Linked DNA regions of Arachis hypogaea: region 1 is linked to region 2. A link is a contact called in public Hi-C data. All regions are on one chromosome and are shown on one strand. Each heading gives the region's core, a stretch centred on a gene start, on an enhancer-like site or on the middle of the called end of the contact. The rest is flanking DNA. Distances are from core to core; before and after follow the strand shown. Region 1 holds the start of LOC112803363 (probable NAD(P)H dehydrogenase (quinone) FQR1-like 1). Region 2 holds the start of LOC112801049 (UDP-glycosyltransferase 74B1).

Region 1 (3,032 bases), core at 138-2,637, 200 kb before region 2:
TGTAATTGTGTTCTGATGTAATTGGCTTGACATTTTCCTATAGTAGAAGAATTATTTTGAAAATAAAAAAACACAGATCTAGGGATTTATGATATGAATAAGAATGAGAGGGGAATCAGGGGATTATGATATGAATGTTAGAAGGGATGATGATTTAGTAGCTTACAGTACATAGCTTTCAGTTTCTATAGCAAGCATTTTAAAGTACTTTCTGATCATTCATTCCTAGCTTCCAAAGCATGAACTCTATACATCAAAGCTCTGCCATCTACAATTGGCTACTGGCAAAGAAACCAGAATTTGTACTTTCAAATCTCTATTAGGATAATTAATGCAAATTATGGACTTGCATTTTAATTTCCTTTAACTTGTGATATATGTAATATCCCATTTGAATATCTTTCTTCATTGTACTTTTGTGGTATTCAATTATGATGAATTGATGATGTATTTATAATATGCTGAGGAAAAGGGCTAGCTTCAAATGTTTCTAATAAATTAAAGCTATATAATCTTATATTCTTATTTTAATGGATCTTTTATATGAATATATTAAGCAATTCATCATGTAAGAATATATTATCAGTATAAACTCTCAATATATTTATAATTTTATACTAAACTTCTCAATTTATATAGAATTGTGAATTAATTTAGGTTTATAATTTTATTCTATTAGTAATGGAGAAATATTTCAAAAGAACTTCATCATTGGAGATTGGATCCCAAAACAATTCATCGACTTCTTCTAACAAGAGGAGATTTTTAGAATTCGAAGCAGAGAGTCTCATAGCAGATCCAGGACAACGACCAAAGATTTCAAGTTATCATCCGAATGACAGAGACAAAGTTAGATGTGCATATTTGCAAAAAGGTCCTTGTCAACCAAGGAATCATGATTTTTCGCAAACTGCTTGTGGTTCTTCTTTTCGAAGATTTAATTCTAATTGGTTTGATGATTATGGCAATTGGTTAGAGTATAGTATATCAAAAGATGCTGTTTTTTGTCTTTGTTGTTATCTTATGAAACCTGAGATTGAAGGTGGCGATGCTTTTGTAACCATTGGCTTTTCAAATTGGAAAAAAAGGAGAAATTACAAACTCATGTTGGGATTCATGATAGTGCTCATAATCAAGCTTGGAGAAAATGTGAAGCACTTATGAAACCAAAACAACACATTAGTGCTGCTATTGAAAAACAATCTGAGCAAGCTAAAAAGAATTATCAAATTCATTTGACAGCCCAATTGATTGTATTAGATTTCTTTTGCGACAAAGATTGGCCTTTCATGGTAATGATGAGACAGATGATTCTGTTAATCAAGGAAATTTTTTGGAACTTCTAAACTTTCTTGCGCAACATAATGAAGAGATTGGTCGTGCTTTCAAAAATGCTCGTGGGAATCTTAAACTAAGAGCTCCCTTAATTCAAAAAGACATTGTAAGAGCTGCTGCAAGTGAAACGACAAAAGTTATTGTTAATGATCTTGGGGATGAATTGTTTGCTGTTTTGGTTGATGAAGCCCGCGACATTTCTATTAAGGAGCAAATGTCAGTTTGTTTAAGGTATGTGAATAAAGAAGGGCAAGTTAGGGAGCATTTTCTTGGTCTTGTTCATGTTTCTAATACTAATGCTTTATCTCTAAAATTAGTATTGGAGTCATTATTAGAAACATATAATTTAAGTTTATCAAGAGTACGTGGCCAAGGATATGATGGTGCAAGTAATATGCAAGGAGAATTTAATGGTTTAAAAACTTTGATATTGAAAGAAAATTCTTATGCTTTCTATGTACATTGCTTTGCTCACCAACTTCAGTTAGCTCTTGTAACGGTTGCAAAAAAACAAGTTGAAATTGCTTTGCTTTTCAATTTGTTAACCAATTTGTGCAATGTTGTTGGAGCTTCATATAAACGAAGAGATATGCTTCGTGATAGTCAAATGACTAAGACAATTGAAGCATTACAAAGTGGAGAAATTGCTAGTGGACGTGGTTTGAATCAAGAAATAACTTTGAAAAGAGCTAGAGATACTAGATTTCTTTGTTTCCTTCCGTGGTCAATGTTCTTGAATATGTTGAGGAAGATGGAAATAATTCAGAACAAAGAGCTGAAGCATGTCATTTATTGAATGTCATTCAATCCTTTGAATTCATTTTCAACTTGCACTTGATGAAAAATATCTTGGAAGTTACTAATGAATTATCTCAAGCGTTACAAAGGAATGATCAAGACATTGTAAATGCTATGACATTGGTTAAAGTGTCTAAGCAACGGTTGTAAACTATAAGAGATGATGGTTGGTCTCTTTTAATTGACGAAGTCTCATTGTTTTGTGAAAAATATAATATTACTGTTCCAAAAATGGATGATATATTTGTGTCACAAGGAAGATCAAGATGCAAAGCTCAAAAGATCTCAAATTTGCATCATTTTCAAGTTGAGATATTCTATCAAGTAGTTGATAGACAACTTCAAGAACTCAACAACCGTTTTACAGAGGTGAATACTGAATTACTTCTTTGTATAGCTTGTCTGAATCCAAGACACTCATTTATTGCGTTTGATAAGGAGAGGTTAATCCAGTTAGCTCAATTCTATCCATTAGAATTTTTTTCTACTCAACTTTTGGCACTTGATAGTCAACTTGAGAACTTCATACTAGATGTGCGTTTTGATGATCAATTCTCAAACTTAAATGGGATTGGTACTCTTTCTCAAAAATTGGTTGAGACTCGAAAAAATATTGTTTATCCATTAGTGTTTCTTCTTTTGAAGTTAGCTTTAGTTTTGCCTGTAGCAACTGCATCAGTTGAAAGAACCTTTTCTGCTATGAACATCATAAAGAGTCGGCTTCGCAATCGTATGGGAGATGAATTTTTAAATGATTGTTTAGTGACATACATAGAAAGAGAGACATTTGATTGTATTGACAATGAAAAGATTATTCAATTTTTTCAAAATATGAAACTCAGAAGAATGGAATTTTAAATTATTTATTATTTAAATTATTATTTTATTATTTTAATTTG
Region 2 (3,140 bases), core at 132-2,631:
AGTATGCAGAAGGGACCATTGGCCCTATCAACTTTGCTGGACATAACTCTCTTATGCCATTCACCGCCTAGAAATTATCAACAGCCATGTCAGAAACTCATCATCATTTAGGAAATGCAGAACATGATATCCATGGCACGAAACTCTATTTGACTTTTGAATAGCATAGAGATCGGATAAGAAATAATATTTTGATGAAATTCGTAAAACATTTATTGGAAATAAAATTATTTATATTTATTTTCTATTTTCCAAAACGTGGCAATAAATGCCCCCCGCACGCATACATGTATATAATATACATTAAAAATAAATTAATTAATATATATTTTTAAAAAATATTAAAATTTATTATTTTTAATGTTCTAATATTTTTTATTTTTATAAATAAATATATAATAATTAATTTTAATATACACATGTAATATTTTTCTTATGTATAATATAAATTAAAAATAAATAAAAATTTTATTTATATGTTAATTAATATTTAAAAATTATTAAATAATAATTTAATTAAACATATTAAATTATCTAAAAAAAATTTAATATCATCTTCGTATTAAAGGCAATTTGCTGAATGACAATTTTAATAAGTTTCTACATACCTCACTTTCTAAAGCTTCAAAAGTGTTGACAAACATAAAATCAGCCTTGTTCAAGTTAGAGAACTGGCTCAATTTCATGGCCAAGTAATCAGGGTAACTCTCCGGAAACCTAATGAAGCTAGGCAAATCCGGCAAATCCAACGGCGGAATCCCGGGAACAAACAACGGCAAATCCTCCTTCTCCACAGGAAGCTCAAGAAGGCCATGGTGTATACGACAGAATATGTTACAAACGGCAGCAGAATTGGTAAAGAAAGCGGCACCATAAACGCCGTGTCGTTTGGCAACATCAAGCGCCCACGGGAAAAATGAGTCATATACAATGCACGTGACTGGCGTGGTAGTTTGTTGAAACCGTTCGATTAGTTGCGAGAGAGTTTTGGCGCCAACGGTCCTGAAGGAGGTTAGGAAGAGCTGCACGTTCTTGGCTTGCGCGAAGCCGCCGTTGTCGAAGCCGTCGGATATTGCTTCTACGCCGACGTTTGGGGCGTTGATGGTGTTGACCGTGTAGTGAGTGGTGGCTATGGTGGCTTTAACGCCCTTTGAGGCTAATCTTTTTGCGAACTGGACCAGTGGGTTGATGTGGCCTTGTGCTGGGTATGGTAGGAGTAGGACATGGACGTTGTTGTGCTTTTGGAGAACCATCTTTTCTTCCTTTCTCTCGGAAGTAGCTAGAATTCTAGAAAGATGTTTTGCTTTGTTTTCTGTTGTTTGGTGATGATGGTGATGATGTTGTTATAAGACCCTTTATTTATAGCCGACTATACCGTGTTTGAAACGAGGTTTTCTTTTGTTTTTTTATTTCTTTACCCTTCTTATTTATTTTTTAAAAATGTTATTAAAATTGGTCACTAAAATTAATTATTAATATTTTTTATATAAATATATATAGTTTAATTTATTTTTAATATATATTTATATTTTAATATATATTTTATATTAATAATTAATTTTAATATATACATAATATTATTTTTAATTTTTTTATTAAATAAGTAATTGGCATATCACAAAATTAATGACTTGTGATCTTTTACTATTAATTTTCTGTAACGCAGGAGATCTTGCTTTCTTTTCTTGTCCAAAAACTTTTAGAAACAAAAATGTTTGTTTCTTTTTTTCAAGTCTAAAATATTTATCAAAAGTTAATAATTTTGAAATGAATATATTTATATATCTAAAATTTAAAGTATATTAGTTTCTAATAATTTAATTGATGCATCAATAATATATTAATTTAAAAGTGTTTTCTCCATTATTTCAATATTTTGGCAATAATGTTGTAATTGTTTACAATTAATATAATCAAACATCTCTCTCACACACTCTTCTTATTAACAATTATTCAACAAATTTTATCCATTTAATTTTAGAATTGATATTTTATAATATTTACGGTAAAAGTTTTTTCATTTGAAATAATTATACATATGTAAGACTAAAACTAACTTAAATAAAAAGAACAAATAGATAAATGATATATTTTCTTATCTCACTCACCTTTGCTAAAAAAAATTACTTAAAAGTCAACAAGGACAAAATGTCCCTACTCCCTACAGCCACAAGTGTAGGACCGACCTAACAGTGATGGAATGTGGTAAGAGGGGGCAGTAGTCCCTCCAAAATATTTTGAAGCACCGAAGATCAGAATTTTGTAGTCCATCAATGTCATAACAGTTGCTGTTGCCAAAGTACTGTGTACCCCAATTCTTTCCCAACCTCCGTCGCTAGACTAACTCTACACATTTTAATTGCCAAAAAAAAAAAAAACTCTACACATTTTTTCTTTTTTGTCATATCTAAAGTATAATATCTTTATTTATTTTATTATATGTTAGATGGATGATGAATTAGAAATGGCTAATTAAATTATTTATTATAAAAGAAAACAATATATCTATTCATGCTATGATATAAAATTTTATAGTCATTCTTTTATATATAATTTTCATAGACATAAATTATTTAGTTAGTGAGCATCGGAGTCGAGTTTAAATTTTATAAATATGTTTGATTATTAATATGTGAAATCATAAGTTAAATTCAATTTTCATTAGTTAAAGTTGAGCTTGATTTAGTTTTACTCGAAAATAGATCCCCTTCATTTTTTTTATTAGAGAAAATAAAGTGTAATCTCTCATCTTTAATTTTATAAGTGGGACCAGAAATTCATAAGAGAGAGAATAATAAATGGTGAGATGACACTATCTAATTTTTTTCCATTAGAGAGAATTCATTTCCGTTTTACTCAACTCATTCCTGTTGAGTTAAGAAGTTAACTAAATTAATTAGTGATGATAAACATTATTTTTGGGCAAAATAAATAATTAATGTTAAGTGTCAATAATTATATGTTGCTAATTATTTAGTATTTGTTGCAGGCCAAAATGTTAATAGCCTAAAAGCAATCAGCAAGCTTATTGGGCTGAAAGCAAAAATAAAAAGCCCAAGCAAAAGCAAAGAAGGAAGCCAAAGAAATCAAATCGGGCCAAGCACACCAACACCCGATCCAAGCCCGATCTGGCTTCTTAA

The links. A called contact is a pair of places that touch in the nucleus more often than the background predicts.
Region 1: a Hi-C map of an unstated tissue shows a contact between it and region 2, with 3 times the contacts expected there. The contact joins the promoter of LOC112803363 here to the promoter of LOC112801049 in region 2. A contact is called at or near these places in 2 of 8 Hi-C or Micro-C datasets (leaf and an unstated tissue).

What each region holds. Positions count from the first base shown.
Region 1 is chr5:28,937,182-28,940,213 of arahy.Tifrunner.gnm2.J5K5, reverse strand. LOC112803363 (probable NAD(P)H dehydrogenase (quinone) FQR1-like 1) reads right to left here and starts at 1,387. Exons shown (of 3, transcript XM_025846862.1): 1 at 1,362-1,387. The coding sequence starts at 1,363. LOC140184865 reads left to right here and starts at 2,365. Exons shown (of 1, transcript XM_072238056.1): 1 at 2,365-2,991. The coding sequence starts at 2,365. The coding sequence ends at 2,991.
Region 2 is chr5:28,738,531-28,741,670 of arahy.Tifrunner.gnm2.J5K5, reverse strand. It overlaps LOC112801049 (UDP-glycosyltransferase 74B1), which reads right to left and starts at 1,381. Exons shown (of 2, transcript XM_025843575.3): 1 at 609-1,381; 2 at 1-67. The coding sequence starts at 1,253.